7 separate regions of the Mus musculus genome follow, and regions 2, 3, 4, 5, 6 and 7 are each linked to region 1. The links are chromatin contacts, called in public promoter capture Hi-C maps. All regions are on one chromosome and are shown on one strand. The core of a region is the stretch at or near the end of the contact, and the rest is flanking DNA. Distances in the headings are between cores, read along the strand shown. Region 1 holds the start of Vps51 (VPS51 GARP complex subunit). Region 2 holds the start of Rbm4 (RNA binding motif protein 4). Region 3 holds the start of Rbm14 (RNA binding motif protein 14). Region 4 holds the start of Bbs1 (Bardet-Biedl syndrome 1 (human)). Region 5 holds the start of Dpp3 (dipeptidylpeptidase 3). Region 6 holds the start of Mrpl11 (mitochondrial ribosomal protein L11). Region 7 holds the start of Slc29a2 (solute carrier family 29 (nucleoside transporters), member 2).

Region 1 (4,295 bases), core at 1,199-3,698:
CAGAGTCTGGAAATTAATCTAAATTTTCCTTTTCTTTAGATAGTATTCTGGGATGACTACAGAGTAATTCCCCCAATGCCAGCGCCTTCCCCCTCTCAGTTCTGGCCACCAGATTTCCTAGGAAACCAGAAACAGCAGAAACTTGTTTTCCCTCCAGTCAGGTCGCCAGCCTTGTCTAAGCTCTGTGGTGTTAGTGGTGCTTGTCGCCGGGGTTCTGTGCACGTCCTTTCTGTCTCTCTGCAGTGCTAGTTGGTATACTCCCAAGGCCCAAGTATCTTTATAGCATGAAAGATAAATAGGGTTTTCAAGATCACATTTAACTAGTACTAATTAACCTAGGGTTGGTTTTGTTTGAGATAAGGTCTCATTAGGCAGCCCTGGAACTCATTTTTGTAGACAAGGCTGGCCTCGAACTCACAGAGATTTACCTGCCTGGATCAAAGGATTGTGCCACTATGCCCAGCCTCATTTATTTTAGTGTGGGTGAAGTGAAGAGTGTGTGCATTGCCACAATGCATATATGATGGTCAGAGGACAACTTTCAGGAATCCACTCTTGACTGCTAAGCCGTCTCTCCAGCCCTTTTGTTTATTCAGCTTTTGGGAGAGTTTTTACATAGCCCAGGCTGCTTCAAACTTACAAGGATGACCGTGACCTTCTCCTGATCACTTGCCTGGCCCACAATGTTCTAGGCAGGTGCACATCAGTACACCTGGGTTTTATTTTCATTTTGATTTTTTTTCCTGTATGGATGAGTATTTTGCCTGCATGCACATGTATTCCTGCTCCCCATGGAGACCAAAAAGATACTGGATCCCCCCCCCCCCCAGGGTGTTACAGACAGTTGTGAGCTTGGGGATTGAACCTGGGTCATCAGGAAGAGCAGCAAGTGAAACCATCTCTCCAGCTCAAATTCACTTTCTTAAAGCTTCGTGGGCTGAGATCCTCAGATGTACAGTTTCTAAATAGCCCCCTGGATAAGAAGGCAAGAAAATGTTTTGGTCCAAGACAAGTGAATACATGATCCCTTTAGTCTGTGACAAGAGCAACCATGCATGTCAGGCTGAGAAGCAGGCTGTGGACATGGTAGCACAGACTTTTAGTCCCAGCACTCAGGAAGCAGAGGTGGCTGGATCTCTGAGTTTGAGGCCAGCCTGGTCTACAATAATGAGTTTCAGGTCAGCCAAAGTTAGAGTGAGATGATGCCTCAAAGAGGAAGAAAGAGAGAGAAAAGAAAGGAAGGGTTTGAGCTGGCACAGGGTGAACTGCTCTTGCACTTTGGTTTCCAGCATCATGACGGGTAGCTCACACATGAGCTGTAACTACAGCTCTGAGTTATCCCCTGGTCTCTGCACACATAAATACACATATAATACTGGGGGCCGGACAGATGGCGATTTAATACCATTCAGAACTGTTTTTAGCTAGGCAGTGGAGCTGGTGACAGTGTTATCACATGCCTTTAGTCTCAACACTTGGGAGGCAGACAGGTTCTACACTAGGACCAGTTCCAGGACAGTCAGGGCTAAGCAGAGAAACCGTCTTGAAAAAAATAAAAATAAAAAGTATACCATTTAGATTTTTTTTTAACTCCTAATTTTCAGATAAAAACAGTGTTTGGTCTGCTGAAACTCCTGGCAGCCCAGCACCCTATCAGCCCATCCTCGGTAACGTTTACAGTACATCATTAGTAAAGTCTCATTTTCTTCTATTTAACTCCACATATAATCTGACCTCATCCCCTCTTAAGAGCTTCGTCTTTTTTTTTTTTTTTTTTTTTTTTTTTTTTGAGACAGGGTTTCTCTGTGTAGCCCTGGCTGTCCTGGAACTCATGGAACTCACTCTGTAGACCAGGCTGGCTGGCCTCGAACTCAGAAATTCACCTGCCTCTGCCTCCCAAGTGCTGGGATTAAAGGTGTGCGCCACTACGCCCTGCTGAGAGCTTCGTTTTATGCCTACATCTTTAAAACTTCCGAATTATCCTCAATCCCAACTGCTCACGTATCACATTTCACTAACTTCTTAAGATTAACATCTTAAATTCTCTAAGTAGAATAAAGTTTCTCATATTGAATGACTCCTTGGAGACAGAACCTTGGGAAACACTGCGTTAAAGCCATATTGCAGGCTACTAAATGGACGTTTGAACCTTGCAGACCCCCCCTGTGACGCATATTCGATCTTCTGCAAGTCTCTTTCCTGTGCGGATGCAGGATTGGGACGCCACGATTCACCCAAGTAGCACAGCAAAATCACAGAAACTCAACGATCCAGAAGTTCAGTGAAACCTCTGTGCTCCAGAAGGACAAGCGCAAGACGGAACTTTAGTCTCACATATCCTACAGCTGCAGAGGAACGTTTCACCTGAAGGACCGCCTGGTTGTAGCAAGTTTCTGGTCCCCGGAAGTGCATCTGTTCCCTCCCCTGCCTCACCCCTTTGAGTTGAGGTTGGAGCTATGGCGGCTGCGGCAGCTGTGGGGCCTGGCCTAGGGTCCGGGCCTGGAGACTCCCCAGAAGGTCCCGAGGCGGACGCTCCGGAGCGTCGGCGGAAGGCTCACGGGATGCTGAAGCTTTACTACGGCCTCTCGGAGGGGGAGGTGGCGGGGCATCCCGCAGGGCCTGACCCTCTGGACCCAACCGATCTCAATGGGGCGCACTTCGACCCGGAAGTTTATCTTGACAAGGTGTGTGTGTGAAATGGGGCGGGTCCAGACCCCAAATATCTTGGACCCTAGATCTTACTCCCGATTTGGTTGCTGTGGTGACGGCAGCGGGGTTTATAAGAGGACAGCCCTTACTAGGCAATAGAGGCAGATCTGGAGGCCAAGGGAGCCTGGGCCTGACTTGAGGTCACACTGGGTCTGAGGTCTCGGTGCTGGCTCGTGGTAGTGGGTGTGACCATGCTCTTGACAGGCGCTAGGCAGGGCCTAGGTTGACTTTAAACTAAGCCAGAAGACCATGAACGCTGACAAATCCCAAATTGGGTCTAACCTGTGAAGTGTGCTACTTAAAGTGTGCCACTTATGGAATTCCTGATAAGGGTGGGATTGGAGTTGTCTTGCACTGAAATCCAACTAACGTAAAGCAGGGTAGCAGGACGTGAGTGAGCACTAACGCTGACTGTTCCTACCTGCTTCTCTAGCTGCGTAGAGAATGTCCTCTGGCCCAGCTGATGGACAGTGAGACGGACATGGTACGGCAGATCCGGGCTCTAGACAGCGACATGCAGACCCTGGTCTATGAGAACTACAACAAGTTCATCTCAGCTACAGGTGACCCCACTGGGACACACTCCTCAGTCTTACACCACCCCCACCAGGTCCTCACCCCGTGTTAAGAAAAACAGGGATTAAAGGAAAGAGACCCAGATTACAATTGGGTCCCAACCTTAATCCACTGCTGCTGAAGTGATGACTCCTGTGGGGGTGGGGTTTGTCCAAAGGACCAGCGCTGGGAAGGAAGAATGAAATGCAGTGAGTTTCTCTGCAGCACTTAGGAAGCACCAGCGTTTCAGTAAGCTTTAGCTTTGTTTGTTTATTTATATTGTGCACATGCATATGTGTGGGACACAACATTTGTGTGGGGGTCAGAAGACAACTTTCAGGAGTCTGTATTCTCCTTCCACCATGAGGGTGCCAGGGATTGAAGTCAGGTTATCAGGCTTGGTGACAAACACATTTGCCTGCTACTAAGCCATCTCAAAGTCAATTAAAATTTTTGTTAAAAATGTTATTAGTGGTAACTTTTGTTTCTGGTCAGTCTGCCTTCAGAGCAGATTTGCCACTCTCTCCCCCTCTGTCTGTATCCTCATTCCTTAAGATTTACTAATAGTTTTTGGGTCCAGGAGTCACCCCACAAACCACATGAACACCAATCTCAGTCACATAGGCACGGTTATTGAGTGCACACCCCAAGACTAATTGATTAGGGCAACAGCTCACAGATTCGGGAGCTGACAGCCACATACCTGTACACTGTCCGGGGTCAGACTTTATAAGGAAAAAGCCATAATGAGCTCATAAGCAGATACAGGGTGGGCTGCAGGGTGGGCAGCCTTTTTTCAAGTGTGTTAGTAGTTTAGACATTCTGGTCAAACTAACCCCTTGTCTAGCTTGGCTCTGAGTAAAGGCCATGGTTGGGGAATCTACCTTGGCTTTGCCTGAAGGCCACAGCTGGGGAATTTCCAAGGCAAGTAATAAGCCTCTCCATTCGATATATGGCCAGCCCGACTTCAGTCTGAGCAGACTATTTTACTGTGTCTGCTGCTTTTTGTGTCAGCAGTATGGGATGGCTGG
Region 2 (4,295 bases), core at 1,042-3,541, 1.3 Mb after region 1:
GGGAGGGAGGCATCTGTGAATTTTTTGCCATGTTGCTGGGGAACAAACCCAGGTCCTTGCTAGGCAGGACCTTTTCAACCAGCAGCATATCTATGTTAGTGAAAATTCAGTCCCTTCCTTATGGTTATCAAAAAGTTATCTCATACATGAGTTTCTTAGTTAACAAGTATTTGAGTGTCTTTCATGTTATCAGGGTAGTTCCAACATTGAGGCCATATAATATAGGAAGTGAACAAGATAGAGTTTCAAGTGATAGTATATTATTTGTGAAAGTAAATAGTTATAAGTCATGCCTTTAGATGGATTGGCCAGTAAAAAATCTGAAGAAAGAATAATGTATTCTTTTTTTTTTTTTTTTTTCGAGACAGGGTCTCTCTGTGTAGCCCTGGCTGTCCTGGAACTCATTCTGTAGACCAGGCTGGCTTGGAACTTGGAAATCCGCCTGCCTCTGCCTCCCAAGTGCTGGGATTAAAGGTGTGCGCCAACAGGCCTGGCCTGAATAATGTATTCTGAATAGGTAGAGACAATAAAGCCAGTCTATCTGGAGGGCTGGTAATAACTAAGGAGACTGGATGGGTAGGTTTGTTAGACCACGAAGCTTGGATCCCCGTCCCCGGTTTTTCCTTTAGACCAAGTCACACTATATAGGCCTGGCAAGCTTGGGACTTGCTGTATAGACCGTCTGGCATTTAACTCCAGCGGTGGTATTGTCTGGAGACTATTTCCACTTGGGGATTGGTCACAGGGTGAGGGCTGTCTGTCTGTCTGCACACTGTGGGGATAGTGGTTCCCTTGGCTTGTTAGCAGGCTCTTCCCCTTCAGACCGGGAGCCAGTCCAGTTTAGTGGAGTGAATTGGTCTTGTTTGCTACTGTAACCCCAACCTCCAGGAATTTTGGCATAAGAAAGATGATTAAACTGAGAGAAAATGATTTCTATACCCTATGCATTTCTGGGTGCATATTGAGATGTGGCTGTGCATTTTAGATCCCCTCTGAAAGGGCCTGTGCAGGACAGCAGAACTTGTATTACAGATCTCAGGTGGCTTTTACTCAGTCTCAGGTGCTGCAGAATGAAGCCATGGCCATATTTAATGTCATATTGTTACTTTTTAAGGGGCCTATTTCCTAGCCTTAAATTATAGACTAATTTTCTGCTATAGAATCCAGTAGCTTATTTTCTGTCTCTGCCTTTTGTTTGACTTTTTCTTTCTTTTGTGGCAGTTTTGGGAGGTAGTATGCTCTATTTGTTATTTTACTCCCAATCATCCTGTTCTCATGAAGTTCCCCCTGCTTTCTGCCTGTTCACCTTTAAGTTCTCCATTCAGCACCTTTCCCGGTTATCTCCATCTTAAGAAGCTGCGTTGCAGAGGGTCATGACTAAAGTTGCTTGCTCAATGAGTATGGGATTATGTGAAGCAGCCAGTGGGTGAGAAAAATGTGATGAGGGAATTTGGACCCTGTGAAGAATGTTCGTTTGTACTTGTTTACAGCTGATTGTCACAAGCCTTTTTTCCAAGGTCAGTTTTAGGGAATTTAAACTTAGTTTTGGCTAATGGAGCCCAATAAAACCAAACAAAATCAAAAATTGCTGTTCCCGTTTTTTGTTTTGTTTTTTGTTTCTTCTCTTGGCGGGGTGAAGTTGGGGTGGGATGGGGTGTCGATTTTCAATCTCTGTTTTTCACACCTTTTGGGGAGGTGGGAGGCTGTTTCCTAAAGGGAACCTTAACCCCTGTGTCTCCTACGTCTCTGACCACCCTATTGTCTGGGCCATTGAACTGTTATCGAAGCTGGATCCACTGACTGTTTTAGAGTTTTAAAATTACATAAAGATACTTATAATTTTGGTAACTTGAGACTCAGAAGGACTACATTGGAAAGTGGGGGTTGCTTTTTAAGTAGGGGCGGGAGCTTGGCTATCGCCGGGAGGTCTGGGTAGGTTGACTGATGCAATATCCACGTTGCGGGGCGTGGTGACGCTCAGCTAGGGACCGGTGCGGAATTGTGGTGACAGAACTTGAATTTTGTCAGGATGTGCACGTGTAAGTGACAAAATGTGAAAGCTTAACAAAGTTGGGAGCCACGAAGCTACAGGTTGCCCCACTGACGCACGGCACCTTGTTCATTCTGCCTAATGGCTGGCCGCGCTTTGAAGAATTCCGCGTTTCTAGCTCCACCTTCAGATGGACCTCTTGCCCAATCAGTGGCTTCAGTTTCACTAGGCTGGGTGCTCATTGGCTTTCATATAAAAGGTCCAGGTTACTGACGTTTCCACCTCTTCCTGGCCTCTCAGGTAATTGGCGTTCCGGGTAACCAATCAGGAAGAGGATCTCCGGGAACGCCAGCCTTTTACTTTACCGAACGGCCAATCCGGTGGGTAGGTTCACCCCTCTTTCTACCCAGAGTCACTGCTGTGGCCGCCGCCATTTTAGCGTTTTGTCAGAACCGTCCGCGCTGCAAGGAGGAGGACCTGCAGGTATCCATGCGGTGAGATACTCCACGTTCTTCCACTGTGTTCTTTTCTCTGTTAAAAAAACTTACCTGACTCCGGTGGGTGTCAGGGTTGGCATAGTGGGGTTGCGGTCTGCGCACCCGTCCCTGAGAGCCGACATCGGTCCTCGACTTAGTGCGGTAAGCCTGAAACAACCTTCCTCCAAGTCCTCGTTCTCTACTCCCGGAATAGCTTTCTTTTGTCCACCTTACCCTCTGCTTTGCTCAATCTTCTTTGGGGTTTCCACCTAGATAAATCTTAGATTTAGGCTGGAGAATCTGTCATGCCCTGGGCATTGTTGGCTTCCTCACCAAACTGTAGCACCAGTCTTTGACCAGTTCTTCTGTAGGAGCCTGTAATGACATGCCCCACCCCCACCCCCACCCCAGAGGACTCCTCCTACTCGGGCATTTTCTATATTTCCCTGCTTTTTATCTGGTTGATCCCGGAACTCACTACTCCGAGTGAAATTCCCACTTTTCCGGAAATGGTTGCTAAGAGAGGAAGAGCTAATTTGAAGTAATTATAATTAGCAAGTCTAGTAGTTAGAATCTTGTTTTCAAATGTCAAAGTGAGTAGCTCTCAGTACCTGTAGCATTTTTTTTATTTATGCTGAAAACTTAGAGCGTTATTCCTTTGTCTGGGGCAGGGGAAGTGTAACTCAGTGGCGGAATACTTGCCTATAATGTACCGTGCTGTAGGTTGGAGCCACACCGCAAAATCCCCTTTGTCTACAAAAGTCTGCCTTGTTACATTTTTCCTCTTTATAGAACTTCTTGTGAGAAATAGAAGCAGGCTCTTGTTGAACTCCACATTTGTTACTGATTGGAGATGTAAGAGCATGCCTGTAGGAGAAAACTTTTGGGACTATGTGCTAAAGTGAAAGGAGATGATGGGAGCCATTTATTTATTTGATTTTTTTTTTCCCTTTTTTTAACAGTTGCTATGGACTTGAGGTCTTCTCCTAAAAATCTTGTTTCTCTACTTGCAGGCTGTGTGGAGATGGTGAAGCTGTTCATTGGAAATCTGCCCCGGGAGGCCACAGAGCAGGAGATCCGCTCACTCTTCGAGCAGTACGGGAAGGTGCTGGAATGTGACATCATTAAGAATTATGGCTTTGTGCACATAGAGGACAAGACGGCCGCTGAGGATGCCATACGCAACCTGCACCACTACAAGCTGCACGGAGTGAACATCAATGTGGAAGCCAGCAAGAATAAGAGCAAAGCTTCAACCAAGTTACACGTGGGCAACATCAGCCCCACTTGTACCAACCAAGAGCTTCGGGCCAAGTTTGAGGAGTACGGCCCAGTCATCGAATGTGACATCGTGAAAGATTATGCCTTTGTACACATGGAGCGGGCAGAGGATGCGGTGGAGGCCATCAGGGGCCTCGACAACACAGAGTTTCAAGGTGAATCACTCTTTTGGAGTGCTCAGTACAAGGCTGTTAGGAATGAATTGGTTGAGAAAAGGAAGGCATTGGGATGGAAGGATTTTGCTGGCTGATGAAGGATCAGTGATACACTTGAACAAAAGCTTTTGTGTGTGTGTGTGTGTGTGTGTGTGTGTGTTTTCATGTTCTCTCCTACCATGTGGGTCCCGTGGATGGAACTCAGGTAGTTAGGTGACAAGGGCTTCTTTTACTTGTGGAATAGTCCACTGACCCTCTTTTTTGTGAAGCTTTCAGAAACAATGCAAAATATGTGCAATAAATTTCATAAAATGGAGAATGATGGTCTAGAGGGGGGAAAAGAGCTTGGCTTTTATGTTGAGCCCTTTAAGGCTTTGAGCCTGTTTTGAAGTC
Region 3 (4,295 bases), core at 1,149-3,648, 1.3 Mb after region 1:
TCAGAGTGACAGTGAGTACACTTCCCATCCGAGATAGTTTATTGTCCCTCAAAGGATATTTGTACACTCATGTTCTACATTATTCAAAATGGCTGCAGTTTCAACACAACCAAAGTGCCCACTCCTGAAGCAATGGACTGAGAAACGTGGCATACATGCAGTAAAATATCATGCCTTAAAATGAAAGGGAAGTTTGATACACTACAATGTGAAGCTTGAAGACAAATATTTGTATAATATACTTCTGTGAAGTACCCCAAATACTCAAATTTATGGAGAGAAAGTCAAATGTTGGTTTCAAGGGACTGGAGAGAGAGGGTGATGGTGATGGGGATTACTGTTAATAGGCACAGCATTTCAGCTGAGGAAGGTAAACTATCCTGGAGATGGATGGTGCTGGGGTTTGTACAATGTAAATGTACTTGATAGCACAGACTGTGCACTTGGACATGGTTAAAATGATTCATTTTATGTTATATATTCATCTTTGCTGTGGAGCTGTTTCCTCCTAATTATAAAGTGCTTTTCTTGAAGGAAAGGGGAGCTCACATGAACAAGAAACCCACAAAGGGATAGAGAGATGGCTTAGCAGTTAAGAGTACAGGAGCAGCCGGGCGTGGTGGGCACTCGGGAAGCAGAGGCAGGCAGATTTCTGAGTTTGAGGCCAGCCTGGCCTACAAAGTGAGCTCCAGGACAGCCTGGGCTACACAGAGAAACCCTGTCTCGAAGGAAAAAAAAAAAAAAAAAAAAGAACAGAAACAGCTCCCAGCAGCATCCATATGACAGCTCACTAACATCAGGATCTGACGCCCTCTTCTGGCTTCCGCAGGCACTGCATGCACGTGGTATATGAATACATACAGGCAAACATTCATACACACAAAACATTAAAAGAAAGCCGCCAAGACTCAAGAGACCTCTCCCCAAGGTTATTTGTTTATTTGACATAGGGTCTCACATATCCCAGGCAATTTGGGATGACTTTCAACTTCTGACCCTTAAAGCTGTGAGTACAGCAGTGGGCTGCTTTGTTCTGTTCTTTTGAAATTTTTTTAGTTTTGTTTGTTTGTTTTTGAGACAGGGTTTCTCTGTGCAGTCCTGGAACTCACTCTGTAGACCAGGCTGGCCTCGAACTCAGAAATCTGCCTGCCTCTGCCTCCCAAGTGCTGGGATTACAGGGATGGCTTAAATTTTTTTAAAAGATTTATTTATTATTATATCTAAGTATACTGTAGCTGTCTTCAGATGCACCAGAAGAGGGCGACAGATCTTACTATGGATGGTTGTGAGCCACCATGTGGTTGCTGGGATTTGAACTCAGGACCTTTGGAAGAGCAGTCGGTGCTCTTAACCACTGAGCCATCTCTCCAGCCTTTTTTAAATTTAACGTTATTTTATGTGTGTGGGTGTTTTGCTTGTTTCTCTGCGTACCACAGATGTGCAATGGCCAGTTCTCTTGGAACTGGAATTAGCTGGTTTGTAAGCCCTCATGTTGGTGCTGGGAATCGAACTCAAGTTTTCTGGAAAAGCAGCAAGCTCTCTTACCAGTGAGCAGCCCCTCTAAGTTTTTGCTGTTTTTTTAAAGACAGGGTCTCTCTATATCCTTGCCTATCCTGGATCTCACTATGTAGACCAGGCTGGCCTCGAACAAATTTCTTTCGATTTTGCTTCCTGGTTGCTGGGATTAAAAGGGTGCCCACCACTCCTGGCCCCCTCCTCATATATTTTTAAGATCCAACTTTTGGCTTCCTCAGGATTACTGATCTTCTACTTTATGGAACATAATACTGTGATAAACTTCATGCATACAATAAATGGTCATCATCGTAATTCTCGAAATTCCATCAGGTTGAGACAGACAGACGCTCAATATTCACTGTCTGCAAAATCCTCCAGAGCTCAAGCAACCCCAAGTAATGTGCTTGCAAAGAAAGAGTTACAGTCCCTTCCTACTCCAAGCATATAGTGTCGGGGGCCAATCCCAGACTAAAAGGGGTTTGTCCTGGTTTCTCCTCCGGGCGCGGCCTTACCGCAGACGCTGAGGCTGCCATCACAACACCCAGGGTTTGGCTGCGGCAGCTCAAACGGAGGAGCCCGGACTTCCCTAAAGAACAAAGTTTTCCTTGGGGCCCCGCCGGGACGCCACACCCTGGCCGGAGGTAGCTCTTCTGACTAGGCCTCTGCGGACTCGGCCGGAGCGCGCTTCCCCGTCCCCAGCCCTCCTTTCCCCTCCCCCCGAAGGTGGCGGTTGGTCGCGCGCCTCTATGCTTTTTCCACCCCCTCCGTTAACAAGGGGCTCCAGGCCCTCTGGGATTGGCTGCGTCAAAGGACATCTGCTCTCAACCTGTTTGATTGGCTGCTATCCGCGCGCGATGCCGCCTCCAATTGGTTAGGTTAGAGCGCCTGCGCGGCGGGGTTCTCGGTCGCCAGCCATTCCTGTGGAGGACTGCGGGTCGTTCGGACGTTTTGCCTGTCGCTGTAGGAGAGGTCCTGTCTCTCCGAGAAGGCGGTTGCGGCGGCAAAATGAAGATTTTTGTGGGCAATGTCGATGGGGCGGATACGACACCGGAGGAGTTGGCAGCTCTCTTCGCGCCCTATGGCACGGTCATGAGCTGCGCCGTCATGAAACAGTTTGCCTTCGTGCACATGCGCGAGAACGCTGGCGCGGTGCGCGCCATCGAGGCCCTGCATGGCCACGAGCTGCGTCCAGGTCGCGCGCTCGTGGTGGAGATGTCGCGCCCGAGGCCCCTGAACACTTGGAAGATTTTCGTGGGCAATGTATCGGCTGCATGTACAAGTCAGGAATTGCGCAGCCTCTTCGAGCGCCGTGGACGCGTCATCGAGTGTGACGTGGTAAAAGGTAACGCGGGAGCGCGCTCGGGAGGGGACACGCGCGGTGCTCTCTGCCTCTTAGCCACGCCCCTCACTCTGGGGTTGGTCCTCAGGGTTGGGAATGATGGGGAAGTGTGCAGGAGCGGGGCCTAAGGTGCTGGGGGCGAGTTGGGTAGAGCCACCCTTCTCCCCTGCGGTCCCAGCAACATTCATCAAGTGGGAGGAGTCGGTTCCGGGCGGGTGCAGTGGCCACTGCAAGCCGAAGCCTCGGGGCTGGGGACGCGCCAGAGATTTGCGAGTGTGCGGGGTTGGGAGGAGGCGCCTTTTCCTGGTTGCATGAGCCTGGCACCAAAATGAAATGGAAAGGGAAGGGCACCAACCGGATTATGGAGCGGTGAAAAGAGTTCGCCACTTCCCCACTTCCTCTCCAGAATTTGGTCAGATCGAGGGAAAAGGGAAAAGGTTGGGTTGAAGCCCCAAGGCCGCTCTGGCGTTCCTTCCCGATGCTTCCCGGAAGGTAGCGGGCCCTTGGTTTCTCGGGTTCGGGCTTTTTTAGTATTGTCTGGAATGAATCTGCTTGTGGGCATGGGAGGGGCCTTTTCGGAACCCCTTTGACCTTTCAGTATTCGATGGGTTAGCCTTGGCGGTTTTGTGCTTTTTAATTCTTTTCCTCCACCCTCCACTTTGTGTTGGGTTTTACAACTTAACAAGTGGAAGCCCCGGTTTTCTGCGTTATTTTTGCATGTGAAAGGGGGCTATTAAGCCTCTCCCTCGTTAGCCTTTTACTTGCTAAGCTGGTGCCTCCGGGCACAGATGTTTATTAGCTTGGTGAGATTGCAAAGGGGAATACTCTGGCTGGGGGGGGGGGGGGTGTTGAGAGGGGCGTGTGAGATTTCTATTAAACTTGGTTTTAACACCATTTATTTAGTTAGTACTTTTTATTGCTTGAATAATTCTTAGGACAGCTTGCTAGTTTGCTATTTCCTTTGAGGAAATGTCTTTTTCAGACCCTGTTGATTTTCATATGTTGGGGTTTTATCTCTTTATCTTTCAAATACCTGCTTTTTTTATGTTGGCAAGATTTTATGAGACACCCAGACCGATGTGGGTTTCACTGATGAGAGTTAACTTTGCCCTGTCATTTTCAACAGTGCACCCTGGGAGTGAGGCCTTGTTTATTCCCTAGTTGTGCTGTTGTTGGATTCATATCTGCTTGTGCCTTGTAAGGAATTTTGAGGACAGGAACTACATGTGGGTATAGGTGCTTGCTCATTCTCATCAAGGGTTCATTTGCTGTTCTGGAAAGTCACAACTTTGGGCCATTCCTTGTCTTTTCAAAGAGGGGGGTGAAGGGTCATAGGATGTGCATTTATAGGAACGAAATGTTTGTTCTGTCTAATACTGCATTCTGTTTCCTTCAATTCAGGTTATATCTGGAATCTGACTTTACTGCAAACTTTAAG
Region 4 (4,295 bases), core at 1,192-3,691, 1.2 Mb after region 1:
CACCCCCAGCGCTTTGGTAGTTGGTAGTGGTGGTAATGGTGGTGGCAGAGGGCTTGCAGGCCCTAGGGTACTGGGTGAAGTGTTCTCACAATAGGCCGGGCTGTGGCTCACTGGTAGCCTGCTTTGCACTGCCAAATAAGGTGCAGGTTCTATCCCCAGTACTGGGGGGAAAAAGAAAAGGAAAGGAAAGGAAAAAGGGAAAGAAAAGAAGAGAAAAGAAAAGAAAGGAACTTTTCAAGAATGAAGTCCCCAGGCCTGGTGAAGACTGGTTACAATACCCCTCATCAGTTTCATCTGGGAACTAAAATACACACAAGTGGTCTTCACAGAGCCAGGACTTAATTTAGGCCATGTTAGCCACTGTGTACCCCTCAGTGCCACAGGCTTCACAGAGTGCAAAGGTTGAGCAGCTGAGGGGTGATCCAGGGGCCTCGAGACAGGCTCATTTAACAGGTCAGATGCACAGATGTGCAGAGCGGCTACTGAGCACCCCACTGACGCTCTGTCCCACGCAGTCCCCGTCGCACAAGAGGAGAGGTTCTGTGCTCATGCCCCACTTTACCCACAAGGCACTGAGGCTGAGAGCAACTGGGAAACTTGCCCACGATCTAGACATATGAAGCAGTTTGATCTAACTTGACTATCTTGTTTGATCTAACATAGCACTTGAAATTTGATTTCGGATTTATTTATTTGATGTGTGTTTTACCTGCATGTATGTATGTACCATGTGCATGCAGTGCCCTTGGAAGCCACAAGAGGGCATTGGATCCCCTGGGGCTGGAATTACAGATGATTGTGAGCCACAGTGTGGGTGCGGGAGGCCAGGCTAAGAGCAGCCAGAGTCCTCAACAAGAGCCACTCGTACTCTAACCCCCTGAGCTATCACTCCAGCCCTGACAGAGTGCTTTTATCAGTCATTTTTATTAGTGATTGTTGGGGTTATGTTGGCTTTGTTGAGACCAGGATTTCCTAGGCTAGCCTTAAAATTAATAATCCTTTTCCCCCAGTTCCTTGAGTGCTGGGATTATGGTGTGTGCTACCATGCCAGACATGATTTAAATCTTGACTTGAGGGAAGGATGAGGTCAAGTGGCAATTCATTTAAGTCTAAGTCTCCCCCCATGTAATTCTGCCTTCCTGGCAGGGTTATTCTGATGTAGGTAATTAGATAACTATCCTGAACATTGACAGTTTGTGCCGGAGCTCGCTCAGAACTCGCCGCCCCTAACTACATCTTTCTGTGCTGCTGTTTTCTCTCCATCCCCCAGGCTCAGAAGTACAACTTGTGGAGTATGAGGCCTCAGCCGCTGGTCTCATCCGCTCCTTCTGTGAGCGGTTTCCCGAGGATGGGCCCGAGTTGGAGGAGGTTCTTATCCAGCTGGCTGCAGCAGATGCCCGATTCTGGAGGAACCAGGCCCAGGAGGCCCCACCTGGCCAGGCTTGAGAAGATCTGTGTGGTCTCTCCCCTCTTTGTCAAACCAGGGCTGTCAGTAGCTCTGAGTTGTGTGTGATTAGGAGTCAGGGGAGGGAGGGGCAGGAGCTTGGACTTTGGTGCTACCTCAGCTGAGGGTGGTGATGCGAACCCCTTCCATTTGTCAGCACTTTGCAGTTTACCGTATGTCCTCAGTTTCTGGATCTGCACTGCCATCTATGGCCGGAGCTCAACAGGGTGCCTAGTCCGGTTTTCCACATGGGAAGGTGGCAATTCTGAGAAGTGACTGTTCTAGACCCGGCAGGTGGCATGTGACAGAGCCAGGGCTCAAAGCATTCTCACCAAATCCAGCGCTCTTCGTGTATTACTTTTATAGCCAGAAAAATAAATATGACGACCACCATCTCTGCAGTGTATGTTTCTTTCTCTTCCAGTTCAAAGCCAGGGGAGGGCACACTACATCACTTTAGGCTTCCAATCCACAATAAGATTTTGAATATCATTTCCAAAGGAATGCACAAACTCACAACGTGTTCCGGAGCTCTTCTTTGTGACATATTTCTTAAGATTTGTGTGTTCGTGTGCATTTTCTTCATGGGTGTGGTGGTGGTAGCAGAGACCAGAAGACCCCATCAGATGCCCTGGAACTACGGTTACAGAATTGTGAGCTGCCATGTGGGTGCTGAGCAGTCCAGGGTCCTCTGCAAGAGCAGCAAGCACTCTTGTACTTTCAAATGTTTCCGGAGCCAAAGAACCGTAACACACTAACATGAGATCCTCACCCATTAATTTGTTTCTCAGTCTAGTCTTAATCCCTAAAAAGCGCTCCTCCCCAGGCCTCAAAGCCCAGGCCCCTGTCTTTAATGCAGAAACCATAAGTCAACATTGCATAGGACAAGGAAACCAGTGCTTATTTGGTCCCAGCCGGGACAATTTTACCCCGGAACCTTTGTTCCTGTGCTTTCGGATGCCCGGATTCTATTGGGTGTTGCGCGATGGCTGAGCTGGTTGCCAAGGCGACGCCTGGGAAAATGGCTGCGGCGTCTTCATCGGATTCTGACAGCGGGCGAGCTGAGAGGTTAAGTCCCGGATCCTCACCGCTTCCTTTCCCTCAGATGAATAGATGGTGCTTGGTAGCGGGTTCTGGGCTCTTGCTTTCGAGCAGCGGTGGAAGTTCTGGGAGGGCCCTTTAGAAATCAGAAGAAAGCTGATGGCCAAGAAGTATCTGTATGTGATTGGCTGGTCACTCCGGGCGCCAATTGAGCTCAGATCTAGACTTGGTATTATCCTTTCGATGTTCGTGCTCTGTTTCAGGCGTCATCTCGCTTAGAGATTTTATTTATTTATTTATTTATTTATTTATTTATTTATTTCGTCATGGGGCTCACTTTCCAACTATCTTTTTTCCCTCTCAGCAACGAAGCCAATTCTAAATGGCTGGACGCACACTACGACCCCATGGCCAACATCCACACCTTCTCCTCCTGCCTGTGTGAGTCTCTAGACATATCTAGGGACACCCAGATTCTAGGAGGATGGGAGGAACAGGGAACGGTTTCATGGAGAAATCTTTGAGATTCTGAGACTCCTTTTCGACCCTTTTGTGTTTTCTAGCACTGGCAGATTTGCATGGCGATGGGGAGTACAAGGTAGGCAATCAGAAAGTTGAGTGGTGTGTGTGTGTGTGTGTGTGTGTGACACTCAGAAGTGAGATTTGCAAAGAGGCTCAACATACTCTGGAACTCATCAGTACTAAAAAGGCACACTTCGTTGCAACTTCTTTCTTTTAACGATGTATTTTTATTTTGTGTGCGTTGGTGCTTTGCTTGTGTGTGTGCTTGTGTAAGGTTTCAGATCCCTTGCAACAGGATTTACAGACAGTTGAGAGCTGCCGTGTAGGTGCTGGAGTTTGAACCAGGATCCTCTGGAAGGACAGCCAGTGATCTTCACTGCTGAGCCATCTCTCTAACCCCAGAATTTCTTAGTAATTTGGAAAGTGAACATTAATTTTATAACATGATCTGCAGAGGTTAAACAGCAAGATGTTGTGGATTTATAGTACCAAGACATACGATTTTCTCTCTCTCTCTCTCTTTTTTTTGTCTTTGTTTGTTTGTTTTTCAAGACAGGGTTTCTCTGTGTAGCCCTGGCTATCCTGGAACTCACTCTGTAGACCAGGCTGGCCTCAAACTCAGAAATCTGCCTACCTCTGCTTCCCAAGTGCTGGGATTAAAGGCATGCCTCACCACTGCCCTGCTGACATATGATTTTCTAAAAAATAATTTGAGGGCCAGGAGTGGTAGTGCCTGCCTCTAATCACAGCACTTGGGCAATAGAAACAGGGCGATCCATGAGTTTGAGGGTGACCTGTGAAGTCCAAGGCCAGCCAGGTCTGCTTAGTGAAACTGCATCAAAAACAAAAAAACAAAAGCGAACTAACAAACAGAGCAATCTGCATCCCAAAACACAGCATCAAAATGAATTTATCTAGTGTTGGAAGGATGCATGCAGTGTGGAGGTCCGGTGACAACCTTTGAGAGTCGGTTCTCTCCTGTCATGTAGGTCCCAGCAACTGAGGTTAGGTCATCAGACATGGTGGTGCGCACCTTTACCCACTGCAGGTCCCAGTTCTTTATGTCTAATCATTATTGCTTAACTTTTCAGTTTATAATACAAAATAATAGGCTTTAAATAGGAAATGATTCACAAACCTTTTCTTTTCTTTTTTTTTTTTTTTAGTCAAAGTTTTTCTCTGTAGTAGTCTTGGCTGTTCTGAAACTCAATACATAGTCCAGGCCCCAGGATGGCCTCCAACTCACAGAAATTCTCCCTGCCTCTGCCTCCCATGTGCTGGAATTAAA
Region 5 (4,295 bases), core at 906-3,405, 1.1 Mb after region 1:
GTTGGGGATATTTCAACCCTTCCACGAAACACTGGAAATGGAACTCTACCCAGTTCTTGCTAACAATCATGTTGGGGTCCAGGCACGGGAACACATTCCGATCTCATTTCTGGTGTTGAATCTCAGACTCTGGGAGAAAGAACCAACAAAACGTACTTGACTGGGCTCTAGGAAGAACTCAGGCTGGTGGTAGAAGCCAGAGCTCGGAGCTTCAGATTCCAGGATTGTTCAATGGAATGACAATCTCTAAAGCCAAGCATGGTGGCATGTGCTGGTAATTCCAGCGTTTTGGTAGGCTTTAAGGAAGGAGGGCTGTGTTCAATGCTAGCCTGGGCTACATGGCAAGACCCTGTCTCAAACAAACAAAAACAAAAAGTATTTTCATTACCAGATGGATGCAAACGTACAGAAAAGCCATGACCCATTAAAACAGAATGTGGGGTGTGTGTGTGTGTGCGTGTGAGAGAGAGGTGGGGGGAAGAGAGAATATGTGTGAGTGAGAGAAAGAAGGAGAGAGAGAATGTGTGTGTGAAAAAGAGAGAGGAGAAAGAGAAGGAGAGAGAGAGAGAGAGAAAATGTGTGTTGTGTGTGTGTTGCTGCAGGAGTGGAAACTGTATAGTGGAAGGTCTTATAAAATCAAAGGTCCTCTCACCTGTGCAATTGGTACAACAGTGATATGTTATCTCAGGGTTTTTGCAAGAATTAAATGAAATTCTATATGGCAAGCCGCTGGTAAAGGACTTCATTTAACATGCACTCCTGTTGACTGCGGTTATAACACGACACCATGCAGCTTGGTTGGGGGTCTTGGGCCCTGGGATCCTTCACTTGCCTGAATTTGCCCTTGGTGGCTATGGATAGCCCTTATTTTCCTATCTGGTTACACTTACATTTCAACTGGGTCTCAGTCAGACAACTTTATACCTCGTCTAGAAACAATGAGAACAGGCAAAAGGAAAGAAGAGGACTTTCCTCGGGACACATTTTTACAGAATTCCCCCTTATAATGACACTCACCAATCAGAACCAAGAGCTACTAGCGCTGTGGTGACAAGGCTGGCCTTAAGCACATGGTTGCTCTGGCCCCTCTAAATAGGCAAGGTAAGGAAGGTGTGTTGGATTTCAGTCCCGAAACACTACCTCCTACACAACTCTAGGGGACAGCACTACCTCTTGATGGCTGCCCATCCCTTGGGTAGACTTAGTCCTGAAGTAAAGCTGACAGTGTTCCAGAGTAAGAGAAGTGAGCTATCTAAAGTCACACAGCTGGTAGGAGACAGACATCTGATTGAACCCTAGACAGCCTAAGTCAGGCCCCAGCTCTTTGCAGTGCTTACCACATCTGGTCAGCAAGTACTTGCAAGAGCCATGGGTCACCCAGAAAGACTCCTCCCTGACTACCAAGAGTAAACAACATGCTTGTCTGCATCCTGGGCTGCCCTCCAGTCAATGTCACTGGAGACCGCTTTTCTATTCTAGCTGGCAAGTGGTCACACTAAGAAAGTGCCAGCTACTAGCTGGCCTCGACTTCAAGTGCGTTGAGGAAACTGGGGTTCCCAATGTTTTAAGGATGGCTTCCATGGCGACCCAGTGGAGCACCTGTAGCATTTTTCTGCACCCCTGGGACTACTGGTGGATGGGACTACTATTCGCACAGCCTACATACACTCTTTGTAAGAGCTTCGTAGTCTCCAAATAGCATCTCCAAATCCTAAATCCAGGGAGGAGGGGGTCCACATTATTATAGTCTTCTCTAAGTGGAGGTTCCTAACTGCCAAATCCAGGGTAGGGACACTGGAGGTGAAACCCCAAAGAGAGCAGGCTCCCAGCTACATGTGTGGAGGCTCCCGATGTATAGGAACTCTCACGTTTGGGGACCTTGTCAGTCCCCTCTGTCGGTACCCGACAGCAGCCACGCGGGGTACTGAGAAACTCAAACTTTTTCACCAAACATCGCCCTACGCCACGCCTCTGTGCAGTGAGGGCCAGCAGACAAAAGGCCAAGGCCTCGCGGTCCTTGCAAGGCAGGCACCACCCGTAGCGCTTGGGGGCGGGGAGAAGATGAGGGGAGGAACTGTCTTCGGTTCTTCTACTGGCTGTAGCTGCTGTCCGTCTGATCCCTGGGGCGACTACGGGTCGGTAGGGGCGGGGCTTGTGTCCCAATGAATGGGGCGGGGAGCCGGAAGCAGGAAGTGAGTTTGCGAACGGAGCAGCTGCAGCAGGTGAGGTACAGCGCCTTGGTTTTGGGGTCACGGTGTGTCATCTTCAGGAGATCAGAGCGAGGCCTGGCTGTGCATGCAAGATCATCCCCTTTCTGTCCACCCTTCAGTGCCTCTTCCAAATCTCTCCCAGCTTTTGGGCAAGGAGAATTTCCAGGCAGTAAAGAGTTAACACCTCTTTCCGAGCGAAGGGGTAGATGGGGCGGAGCCGCGCAAATAAGGAGTACAGAGGGTGGAAACGTGTCCTTAGCCAGGGGCGGAGCGTGGAGAATGTGGTGGGTTCGGAATTCCTTGGGTCCCAACTGAGCTGAAAAGCTTTGGATAAGTTGCTTGCTTTCCAAATGTCATATGGTTCCTATCTGGAAAATGGGTTGTGCCCTTATATGGCTTCCCAACAGAGCAACAGAAGAAAACAGGATAGTGAAGGGCTGAAGAAAGACATGAGACTGGGGCAGATGCTAGGAGGGAAAAGCTGGGACAAAATATCATTGCTGTTTTTGATTTATTTTTTGACAAGGTTTTATGTACCCCAGACTGACCTTGGAATCTGACCCTGGGCCTGGTTGTTGGTTAGACAAACTCTACCAACTGGGTCACATCCCTGTCCTGGATTTCATACCCAGCTGTTGAGCTTGGTGTCATACTCACAGTCAGTGTTGCAGAGGAGCAAAGAGCAGTGCAGGGAGGTGAAGCGGCTGCCCTGGGTTTTAGACCTTTTGGTGGAGCGGGGTTGGGACGGTGGGGTGGATATCCAGCATGAAGCCTTTGTCAGCAGTTGTGATGAGCTAGAGGTGTTGGGAAATTCTGAACAGAGACTAGGACATCTGAGAAGGTGGAGATGAGGCAGGGAGTGGCTGGGGCTGGGAGTCTAGTAATGAGGCTGTGTTCTGCCGGTTCTTCCTTCGTACACTTGGCATCCTGGGCCTTAGTGTCCTCATCTGTAATATGAAGTGATTGGATTCAGATTTTAAGTCTGAGAGGCCACAGGCCAAAGCTGGCCCGCAAGTATTTGAGTCTTTGAATCCCAGCATTTCAGGTGAATGGATGCGACTGGATTACTCCCTCCTGGACTTCTGGATGGAAGAAGTTAGTTAGCTCATGAGCTTTCAGAGCAGCCGCGAAGATGCTGCGCTCTCTGAGATGACTGTGATGTGTTCTTGCAGGGCTCATGGCAGATACCCAGTACATCCTGCCCAATGACATTGGTGTGTCTAGCCTGGACTGCAGGGAGGCATTCCGCCTGCTGTCACCCACAGAGCGCCTCTATGCCCATCACCTGTCTAGAGCTGCTTGGTATGGGGGCCTGGCAGTGCTGCTCCAGACATCCCCTGAAGCCCCCTACATCTATGCCCTGCTTAGCCGCCTCTTCCGTGCCCAGGACCCTGACCAGCTGCGCCAACATGCCCTGGCTGAGGGTCTTACTGAAGAAGAGTACCAGGTCAGTTCTCACAGGCTCGCCTGGCTTCTGAGGGGCTTCTGGAGATGTGCGAAGGACCAGGAACAAGGGGCATAGGGCTCTCTCTCCAACTAGGTAGAGGATTAGACTAAAGGGTGCTAGCTCACACACACACACACACACACACACACAGCCCTGTAGCTTCAGGCTTGTTTTCTGTAGAATGTGCATATGGTCTGCCATTAGTGTAGTGCCTGCTTCAAGATACAGGGAAACAAGCCAGGCATGGTGGCACACATCTTTAATTCCCATACGTGAGAGGCTGAGGCAGAAAGATTGCTGTGAGTCTGAGGCCAGCCTAGATACCATAGTTCTTAGCAGTCTGCCATGACTGTACACCTGATACTGAGGGACAGAGGAAGGCAGCCTGGGTAGATACCAAGGGTAGAATGTTCTGTTTGTCTCTTAGTTCTTGTTGGTGGATGTATTAGCCAAATACCATACTTGAATCTTATTATATTGCATCAATTCAGAAACATACGAAACACAAAAGGTCACACTTGTTCAGTCTTTTCAGAGGCAGGCACTGTGGCTGGTCCTTTTCCATTCTGTGTGAGTGCATTGGATACTGATACTTGTATGTGCACAGTATATCAGGCCCCCATTTAAACTACCTGGAA
Region 6 (4,295 bases), core at 927-3,426, 1.1 Mb after region 1:
CCTCTATTATACCATTGGGATTTCTTAGGCCTTCCTTTGAGCCACAAATCTACATACTTTAAGGATTTAAACCATCCAGGAAAACTGTGCTCTAACCTCACCCCCGTGAGGAACAACTGACGCCAGTCTTGCTGTAGGGAATGACACCAGCAGCAAGCGGCCAGTGATGACTGTCCCTGCTCCTGTCTCTGCTGCGCTCTGGGGCAAATGCTCTCCTACTTGACAAGGGAACCTTCTGACTCGTCCCTCCCTCAGGCCACATCCCATATGCCTCTAGACAAGACTCCTCGACCAGAGTGAACTTAGCTTCAGCTCCTTCCCTCTCCTTGTAATCTTACGCTCTCTTACCCTCCTTTTCCTGGGCAGTTTCCATGTCACCTCCCTCAGAGTCCTCAATGACACATCAGGTAAAAGCAGGAAATCTCCTCTCTGCTTGCATGACATCCATTGATTTTATAACATTGACACCTGCTAGTCTAGGCCTCTATGTATGGGTCGGCCTTTAGGACTACACATTTCTCCAGAGTGGCCAGGCACTACTGGCCATTCCTGGTTCTAGCCAGTGCCCAGATCCATGTCCAGGACAGAACAGGTGCTTATGAAATATATTCCAAACAAGATGAGGCTTCAACCCATATCCTTCTGCTAGAATCTGCTAGACATGTATGAAAATGTCACAATGAAGCTTAATATGCATAACTAACATAGGCTATAAATTAAGAAGAACAAATAAAGCCCAACCACCTCACTGTAATGGGCCTTCTCAGCTTTCCTCCCAAATGAAGAACTTACTTGGATTCCTCTCAAGATACTCACTCCTTCACCACTCGAATGCCCAGGGAACGGGCAGAGCCAATGATGGAACGGACCACAGAAGACAGGGGCACATCTTGCATGGCAAAAGCATCATCCTTAGCTTTGACACAGGCAATCTCATATACGTGCTTCAAACTCACCAGGCCTGCCACCTCTTTCCCTGGGAAGAAGGAGCAAAGAATTCTTCAAGTGCCACTACATTTCTCTGGATACATCAGACTCTCAGGTGCCCACTCTAGTCCTTACCTGTATGCCGGGCCCCCTTCTCGATCCCAGCAGCTGCCTTCAAAAAGTAAGAAACAGTGGGCTGCCCAATCTTGAGCTCAAATGTCCTGTCGGGCTTAACAGACAAAGATACATGAGAATTTCTTGGTTTTCTATCCAGTCCAAGACATTTCTAATGTCCCTTTCCTTCTCCCACCAACTTGCACACCACAAAAGACAGAAAAACAAATCTACAGCACACATCCCTGCCATTTTTATTCCTAGCCCAAATCTCCTCTGGAAGCCCCAGTGAGATGAGAGGTAAGAACCACAATATGGCAGGATCAAGCCAGTTCAGAGAAATTATGGTCTAGGCTTCTGTTTAAATGATAAGTGGAAGGTAGCAACCAAGTTAAGAGTCAGAGAAGCAACCAGAGTGACTAGTTTCAAGGGCCAAGGAAATATATGGGAGAATGGGTCTCTCTACCTTTATAAAAATTTTTGTAGGCAGGGGAATGCCTTCTTTGATGTCCTTTGTCTTCTCGTTGAACTCTTTGCAGAACTGGTTGATAGAGACACCTCGCTATAAGGAACGCATACACAAAGTTAAGTATGGGAGCTGAAGGCTTTCTACCAACCAGGAGCCCCTGTCCTTTCATCTTTGTGTGTGTGGGGGGGGGGGGCGGGGGTATGGGTGTGTGTTGTTATATTTCTTCTACTCTGGTTCTATAGCTTTGGGTGCCAGGCAATTCGTCCACAAGGTACCACTTAATCAGCAACTAGCCAACTTGGGGGTCAGAGGTGCTGAGGTCAAAAGAGGCTCCGTAAGTAATACAAGGACATAAGGCCTGAAGGTGTGAATAGTGGAGACAACGTTTATAAAGGAGACTTCCCCGGCTCCAGCGCACTCTCCCACGTCTCCCAGGCCGGGTTCCGCACACCGCACCTGACCCAAGATGGGACCTAGTGGAGGCCCAGGAATAGCTTGGCCTGCTCGCACGATGGACCGGATCACGCCGCCGGCCTCGGGCTTCTTGAGGGTCCGAGTGGCCCGGCTTAGCTTGGACATGATGTAGGATTTTAATCTTAGCTCGCCTCGGAGAAGCAAAGAACTACGCTCTGGGCGCGGCCATTTTGGGTCAGAGGTGAAGGGCCCTCGTGTTCGGCTAGGGTAAATGAGACCAAAAAAGAGCAGTCTTGTTTCAGGCATACAGCTCTCCAACTAAAGACCAATTACGGAATTTAAGAATTAATTGAACTTTGCGCTCTGAAGGCAGGACGAGAACCTATATGGTTTCAGTACACACAATCCCTCAGCGGTGCGCACAGGCATCACCTTAGACAGCCAAACAGGAGTTCGGGACTTTGAGTCTCCGCACAGCATTGTGGGTATGTAGTTCAGCGCCTTATCCTGCGCCTGCTGTTGGCCGTGTTCTGGGTTGCCATCTGCTGGACACAGTGATATCTTAGCGTTTGATATGGAGCAAGTTATGCAAAATCCCTTGAGTCTTTTGTTTCCTCATGTGGTTTTTCATGGAAGGCAATATGATTATAGACGGGAAATGAAATGGCAGACTGCTGCTCTTGCTGGCTATGAACCTGATTCATAGCTAGACAAAGAGTTAGAGCTAGGATTAGGCTACTGTTTCTGTTACCTATGAAAATCTTTGACACCGCGAATATTATAGGTACCTTTCAGAATTGTTGTGACAGCTCAGTAACACACGTTGAACCAAGAAGGCATTTACCGCTATTTATACAAAGGGAAAAGCTCTTCCCCGCGCTTTTGAAATGCTAAGTTTGTGAATTCTCATCCCAGTCAAACCTGATTTTCCACTAGCTTATTAGGCATACTTTATTGCTTCCCCGTCTTTCATTTTTTCATTGGAAGATGACTTTTTGTGTCTCAGAACTCCGCATCCCGCTCTATTCTGTCCAGGATTCCTGATTATTACTTGCGTTTTAGGGAATGGTATTTGAGCCAGGTGGTGTTTGAAGCCTTTATTATCCCTCCCTAGAGCAATCTTGTGTATCTAGGCACTTTAGGGTAGTAGCAATGGCCTTGGTAGGACTCTTTGACTCACAGACTCTTCCTGACCACACGTGGCTGCAAAGCTCCAATAACTGTAGGTTGAATGCTCCATTATTTTCTCCAACAGTTCAGGATATAAAGTTCTCTGATCCAGTCTCCAGACTGAGACTACTTCGAAGGAACTATCCACTAACTCACTGTTTGCGATCCTTCAGATTCGAGGGGAATTCTCCAGTTTCTTTTTTCTTTTTTTTTTCCTTTTCTTTTCCTTTTTAAAAAATAATTCCTCTCCAGACAACCAGGCAGCCTATTATGTAGCATACCACTTCAAATTCTATCATCTTCCTCTAAACCGCCTCTCACAAACCTCCATTTTTTTCTTTCCTCTACCATTTCCTTGTGTGTGCAATGTACGTTTTTGCGTGTGTGTGGGTGAATGTGTGTGTGGATTTGCACATGTGTACACACACGAGAAGGGCCGAGGCTGATGTTAAGATCCTCTTCCATTGCCCTTCTGAGGTGGGGTCTCTTACTCAAACTAAGAGCTTGCCAGTGGTTCATCTTGTTAACCAGCTTGCTCTGGAGTTCTTATGCTGGCCTGGAACTACAGGGATGTCACCATGCCCAGATGGCATTTACCTGGGTTTCTTAAGACCCAGCCTCTGGCCCTGACTCTTTTTCAGGAAACACTTTAATCACTGAACCATCTCCTAACCCCATCCCACCACTGTTTTTGAAAATGTTTGTAGACTTGAACTTCCCTACAACCTGCTGGCAAAGAAAGTCAGGTCCTTTGTGTAAGGATCTAAAGGCCTCATTTTTATCTCCATCTTCTGTGCCCAGTGAAATCCCTGAGCCAGTGCTGTGGTGGTGGTGGGAGCAGTATGTCGCCCTAAGAGACACCCCTGCCACAGGAGCTAACTGCTTGGTAGAAAGGGGTCTCAGCAGCTTCAAGCTCCTGAAACGTCCCTTGCATCCTCCCTGCATAACTCTGTAAGCTGGGGCAAGGACAACTGACATGCTGGGGCTCTCTGTGGTGCTATACCAAAATAGAGAATCCATCCCATCAGAGGATCTCTGTGAAAGAAAGAAGGTAGACCCCATATTGAATGACTTTCTTCTTCTTCTTTTCCTTCCCCTTCCCCTTCTCCTCCTTCTTCTTCCCCCCTCCTCCTCTCCTCTTTCTTCCTCCTCATCTTCCTCTCCCTTCTCCTCCTCCTCATCTTCTTCATCACCATCCTCT
Region 7 (4,295 bases), core at 1,113-3,612, 1.1 Mb after region 1:
CTCGGGGATGCTGCTCAGAAGAGGGCAGAGGACATCAGGGGGCCACCAGGAGCAGATGGCAGAGGGGGCAGGGCAGGGGAGCTGGAGTGATGAGGTGGGAGCAGGGAAGGAGAGGAGCAGGAGGTGTCCCGGGCCTCTGTGACTGTGACAGGGAGAGGGTGGTTGGGGCTGGTTCTCACCACTGATACAGGAAGGAGTTGAGGAGCGTGAAGAGCAGTAGAGGCAGCTGGGACAGCAGTGTCACCCAGTTGTTGAAGTTGAAAGTGTCTGTGGGACTGGTGTGGTTGGTGCCCATGGTCTCAGCACTGCTGTTGGTCCCTGCTAACCGCCCCTGGAAGTACTGCCACACAGAGACGGTGTAGACAGTGTAAGGTCAGAAAGCACCCCCCCACACTTGTCAATTGAGCATCTTTGTTTGGTTAACATCTGTGGGGCTGTCTTTGTTTGTTTTTTTTTTTCGAGACAGGGTTTCTCTGTATAGCCCTGGCTGTCCTGGAACTCACTTTGTAGACCAGGCTGGCCTTGAACTCAGAAATCTGCCTGCCTCTGCCTCCAGAGTGCTGGGATTAAAGATGGCTAACTGCTGCGCCTGAGCCCAAGGTCTTGCTGCATCTCTGGGTTCCATCTCCTTTTCAGTGTCCTGGACCTAGCCTCCATTCCCCTGCTATAACCACCTCAACCCTTATTCATTCCATGGGTACTTATTGAACATCTACTGTATGCGAGGCCTTAGCTTGGGAACTAAGCCAATCCGTTTTCTCGGGCACACAGAGCCCAGCACTCTTATGCGTACCCTGCCTGCAAGGCAGACCTCACGGTTTAGCATCCTTCCATTCTGGTAAGCTGCAGGCTCCAGATCTTTCTCTAAATAGGATGCGCTTTGCTTCCACCCTTTGTCTGCTCAGTTCCTAATTTACAAATCTTTTCTATGAAGCAGAAGAAATTTCTTTTGAGAACCTTTATAGCTCTCTGCTTCAGGGTGGAATGGCCTGGCACGTGTCTTGTTTCATTATTAATAGCCCTGGCTCTGTGTCTCTCAGATTCAGTAGCTGATCCATCTTTGGGTATCAGGGTCCAGCACCGATGCCAGCACTCCACAGACACCTGGGAAGTTAACCCACTGAATATGTTTGAATAACCCTATTCTAAAGAAAACACAAAAGTTAGGCAGTGGTGATGCACGCCTTTAATCCCAGCACTCAGAAGGCAGAGGCAGGCAGATCTCTGAGTTCGAGGCCAGCCTGGTCTACAGAGTGAGTTCTAGGACAGCCAGGGCTACACAGAGAAACCCTGTCTCGAAAAAAACGAAAACAACAACAACAATAAAACAAAAAGGAGAAAACAAGCTATAGATTTCTGCCTTTCTATAAAAGAATGCATGCTTTGGGGAATCGGGCCTTCCTCCACATCTGTCTACAGTAGTTGCTCATTAATTATTAGTTGAATGACTGTAACTCATGTCATTGCAAAGAAAGCCAAAGGCTTGGAAAAAAGACACTTTGGAGTGACTGGCCAAAAATAACGACAAAGGGCATGGGATGGAAACTCCTTTGCTGGTCAGACTCCCTACGTGGATGGCCCTGCACCTCTGAGATCTGTACCTTCCTAAAAGTTTGCCTAGCCAGGGGAGAGGCGGTTCCCTCTATGAGGCTTGGTGCTGTCCCTGACAGGCTGAGCTGTAGTAAGTGGCCTGGTGAGGAAAGTGGCTCAGTTCAAGACGGCTGGAGGGATGTTGGTTTGTGGCCATGAGGTTGCCCAGCGGCCGCGGGTCTCACCGGGATGGCGGTAATGAAGAAGTTCCAGGGGAGAAGGGTGCCCAGTCCCAGAATGAAGAAGCTGATCCCAACCAGGTGGTAGCTGTGGGGATCAATCAGAAGGTCACCCCGAGGACGTACGCCTGGGCCGCCCTAGCCGCCCCTCAGTAGAACGGACTACAATCCCCATCACCCTGGCTCAAGCAGCTAAGGGAATCGGCTGATGGGAATTGTAGTCCCGTTCGTCTTTGAGCCCAGGAGCATCAAGACGAGCGGGAATTCAAAGGCTCGTGGCCACCTGGGCCACGGTACGCAGCACATGGGTTCCCACCTCACCTGTCCCGAGGGGCGTTTCCCCGCGCCATGGTTGCCGCAGTCCTATTGCACCAGGCCCACAGAAGGCGGCTGCACCTGCGCCTACGCAGGGCTGGGAGGCCGAAGGAGAGCGACGCTGGTCGGTGTCCAGGAATCCCAAGGTCGGAGCGCCGTAGCGGAGGGTCGGGGTTGGGTTACACTGCGGACCACGTTTTGCAGGCTCGGACCTCGGCTCCGCCTCCAGGGCGGGAACAAAGAGCCATTGCTCCCCTCCCCCGGACGCCCGCTCTCCAGACTCCGCCTCGCTGGTGGCTGTGCCTTTAGGGTATTAGGTTCCGCCTTCTAGCTTGCTTCCGCGCCTGAAGCTGTGTCTCACCGCCGTCCCTTCGCCTCGCACCCGTCTTCTCCTTAGGCACGGGTCCGGAATCTCTGGGGAAGGGATAAGGACTGCGCAGGAGGGAAGGGGTCCGGTGGTTGTTGGGCACAGTCGATCTAGCTGGGAGGTTCTTCCTCTTGGCGTGTTCTAAGGTTTGGAGCCCTCTAAGCTCTAAGCAGATTAGGAAGTAAGTCCGACCAGAAGGAAGAAGCCAGTGTCATCAATTGTCGCAGAAGGTCCCAGCGCGGTGCTCCGAGGGAGTTCCCCCAGAGGTCGAGGCACTTTTGCAAACGAAAATCCCCAACATATGTGGAAGACGGACAGATAGGCCCTCCTACGGTACCTGGGTCCAACAAGGAGGATTGAACAAAGGCTCTGGAGGGAATCGTGGCCCAGGTGACGTTCGGCCCCCTCCCCTGTAGTCGCCACTGCCACCCTCAGGAGTGCTTAAAAACCTAATTTTCACTAGGCGTGGTGGCGCACGCCTTTAATCCCAGCATTTGGGAGGCAGAGGCAGGCGGATTTCTGAGTCCGAGGCCAGTCTGGTCCACAGAGTGAGTTCCAGGATATATTCAGGACTATACAGAGAAACCCTGTCTCAAAAAAACGAAAAAAAAAAAAAAAAAAAGAAAAAGAAATATATTTATGTGGACTGGTGAGAGCGTTTGCTGCCAAGCCTGATGCCCCGAGGCCACGCCCAGGACCCATATGTTAGAAAAACTGAAGCGACTCCAGCAAATTGTTCCCTAACCTCCACACAAGCACAGTGGCACACGTGCTTCTAAGTAATAAATACAAATAAATATGAATATATAAAAGTATATATATACAAGGTTATATAAATGTGTGTCTTCTAAAGAATATAGTTTTTTAGAATGTTTTTCCTATGTATCAGCCAGACCATGCTGTTACTATCCCTGTTCTGTCCTGTTCCCGGAATCTAGCCACCAGGCTTGGCTCATCGAAGGTGGTTCCTTAGATCATGGTGGACTGCAGATGACTGTGTGGTACTGGGAACTGAACTCAGAGCCCTGTGCATGCGAGGCAAACACTCTTACCCCTGGGCTGCATCTAACCCTAGCTGGTGACGTTAGGGAAAAGACAGCAATGGATTACACTGGGAAAGACAGTTACTCTTTAAGTTTTCTTTCCAGACTTCCATTATGCCAAGAGGGACAGTCTTGAGTTCAGTTCTAACAGGTTTTCAAGGCCTCTTCATCCCCTCTGCCTTGAGCATCTCTCGACAGTTTTACCTACACACAGTTAGTCACTTGCATTTTTCGAATGCTTATTCTAATAACTATTACTGACCTGTTTCCTACTTGACAGTGATAGGAGAGTGAGTCAAAGTGGGACAGGGGGTGGGATGTTGCCCTGGCACCATCTTGAAGATGGAGATGAGGGTCTGGGGAGCAGTCTGTTGTCTTGGGCTGGGATGGAAGGGGATGAGGCGTTTCAGAGAAGGAACGGCCTGTACCAGGACCGGGGACAGGAGAGTGCTGGCACACTATGGGACATACTAATAGATCCCTTTGGCTGGGAGGAGTTGGATTTTACCTCAGATTCTCAGCTCAGCCTGACTGGGGATCTGTAATTAACCAATATTTTGCTTCTACTTTGTGGCGAAATGCTGTGCATAACAGAACCCAGGCAGGACAATTTTTGATGGCACAGTGACATCCTAAGGGAGGCAAGAAAGGAAAACACTTAGTAATAAAATAATAAGTATGTGATTGGTTAGTGCTCAGACACATGAAGCAGTCACAAGCTTAGCCCCTCTTTATAAAACCAGTTTTAAACACACGGCAGGGGCACCAAAAGCAGACTCTTAAAGGCCACTGGTGTGGGCT

The links. Promoter capture Hi-C pulls out the DNA fragments that hold promoters and counts their contacts.
Region 2: a promoter capture Hi-C map of neural stem cells shows a contact between it and region 1. A contact is called at or near these places in 2 of 39 promoter capture datasets (neural stem cells and pre-B cells), 2 of 484 Hi-C or Micro-C datasets (B cells and CD8 T cells) and 1 of 9 other capture datasets (adipose tissue).
Region 3: a contact with region 1 is called in a promoter capture Hi-C map of liver, with 2.6 times the contacts expected there. A contact is called at or near these places in 2 of 39 promoter capture datasets (liver and pre-B cells) and 1 of 130 datasets of targeted methods (pancreatic cancer cells).
Region 4: a promoter capture Hi-C map of liver shows a contact between it and region 1, with 4 times the contacts expected there. A contact is called at or near these places in 2 of 39 promoter capture datasets (both in liver) and 1 of 130 datasets of targeted methods (pancreatic cancer cells).
Region 5: a promoter capture Hi-C map of pre-B cells shows a contact between it and region 1, with 3 times the contacts expected there. A contact is called at or near these places in 3 of 39 promoter capture datasets (liver and pre-B cells) and 1 of 130 datasets of targeted methods (pancreatic cancer cells).
Region 6: a contact with region 1 is called in a promoter capture Hi-C map of liver, with 6 times the contacts expected there. A contact is called at or near these places in 2 of 39 promoter capture datasets (liver and pre-B cells).
Region 7: a promoter capture Hi-C map of liver shows a contact between it and region 1, with 2.8 times the contacts expected there. A contact is called at or near these places in 1 of 39 promoter capture datasets (liver), 1 of 130 datasets of targeted methods (embryonic stem cells) and 2 of 9 other capture datasets (adipose tissue and liver).

Annotation. Positions count from the first base shown.
Region 1 is chr19:6,075,340-6,079,634 of GRCm38.p6, reverse strand. It overlaps Vps51 (VPS51 GARP complex subunit), which reads left to right and starts at 2,448. Exons shown (of 10, transcript NM_001081041.1): 1 at 2,448-2,684; 2 at 3,143-3,272. The coding sequence starts at 2,457. It also overlaps a transcript of Tmem262 not described here.
Region 2 is chr19:4,792,005-4,796,299 of GRCm38.p6, reverse strand. It overlaps Rbm4 (RNA binding motif protein 4), which reads left to right and starts at 2,291. Exons shown (of 4, transcript NM_001290122.1): 1 at 2,291-2,484; 2 at 3,480-3,902. The coding sequence starts at 3,491. Gm21992 (predicted gene 21992) reads left to right here. Exons shown (of 3, transcript NR_157185.1): 2 at 2,291-2,484.
Region 3 is chr19:4,809,737-4,814,031 of GRCm38.p6, reverse strand. It overlaps Rbm14 (RNA binding motif protein 14), which reads left to right and starts at 2,398. Exons shown (of 3, transcript NM_019869.3): 1 at 2,398-2,860. The coding sequence starts at 2,524. Gm21992 (predicted gene 21992) reads left to right here and starts at 2,433. Exons shown (of 3, transcript NR_157185.1): 1 at 2,433-2,860.
Region 4 is chr19:4,904,773-4,909,067 of GRCm38.p6, reverse strand. Bbs1 (Bardet-Biedl syndrome 1 (human)) reads left to right here and starts at 2,441. Exons shown (of 17, transcript NM_001033128.3): 1 at 2,441-2,512; 2 at 2,850-2,926; 3 at 3,049-3,083. The coding sequence starts at 2,466. It overlaps Dpp3 (dipeptidylpeptidase 3), which reads left to right. Exons shown (of 18, transcript NM_133803.2): 18 at 1,271-1,839. The coding sequence ends at 1,446.
Region 5 is chr19:4,926,147-4,930,441 of GRCm38.p6, reverse strand. It overlaps Dpp3 (dipeptidylpeptidase 3), which reads left to right and starts at 2,155. Exons shown (of 18, transcript NM_133803.2): 1 at 2,155-2,222; 2 at 3,383-3,657. The coding sequence starts at 3,388. It also overlaps a transcript of Peli3 not described here.
Region 6 is chr19:4,960,187-4,964,481 of GRCm38.p6, reverse strand. Mrpl11 (mitochondrial ribosomal protein L11) reads right to left here and starts at 2,176. Exons shown (of 5, transcript NM_025553.4): 1 at 1,967-2,176; 2 at 1,508-1,603; 3 at 1,063-1,156; 4 at 817-976. The coding sequence starts at 2,089.
Region 7 is chr19:5,022,073-5,026,367 of GRCm38.p6, reverse strand. Slc29a2 (solute carrier family 29 (nucleoside transporters), member 2) reads right to left here and starts at 2,362. Exons shown (of 12, transcript NM_007854.3): 1 at 2,091-2,362; 2 at 1,776-1,857; 3 at 180-340; 4 at 1-10. The coding sequence starts at 2,119.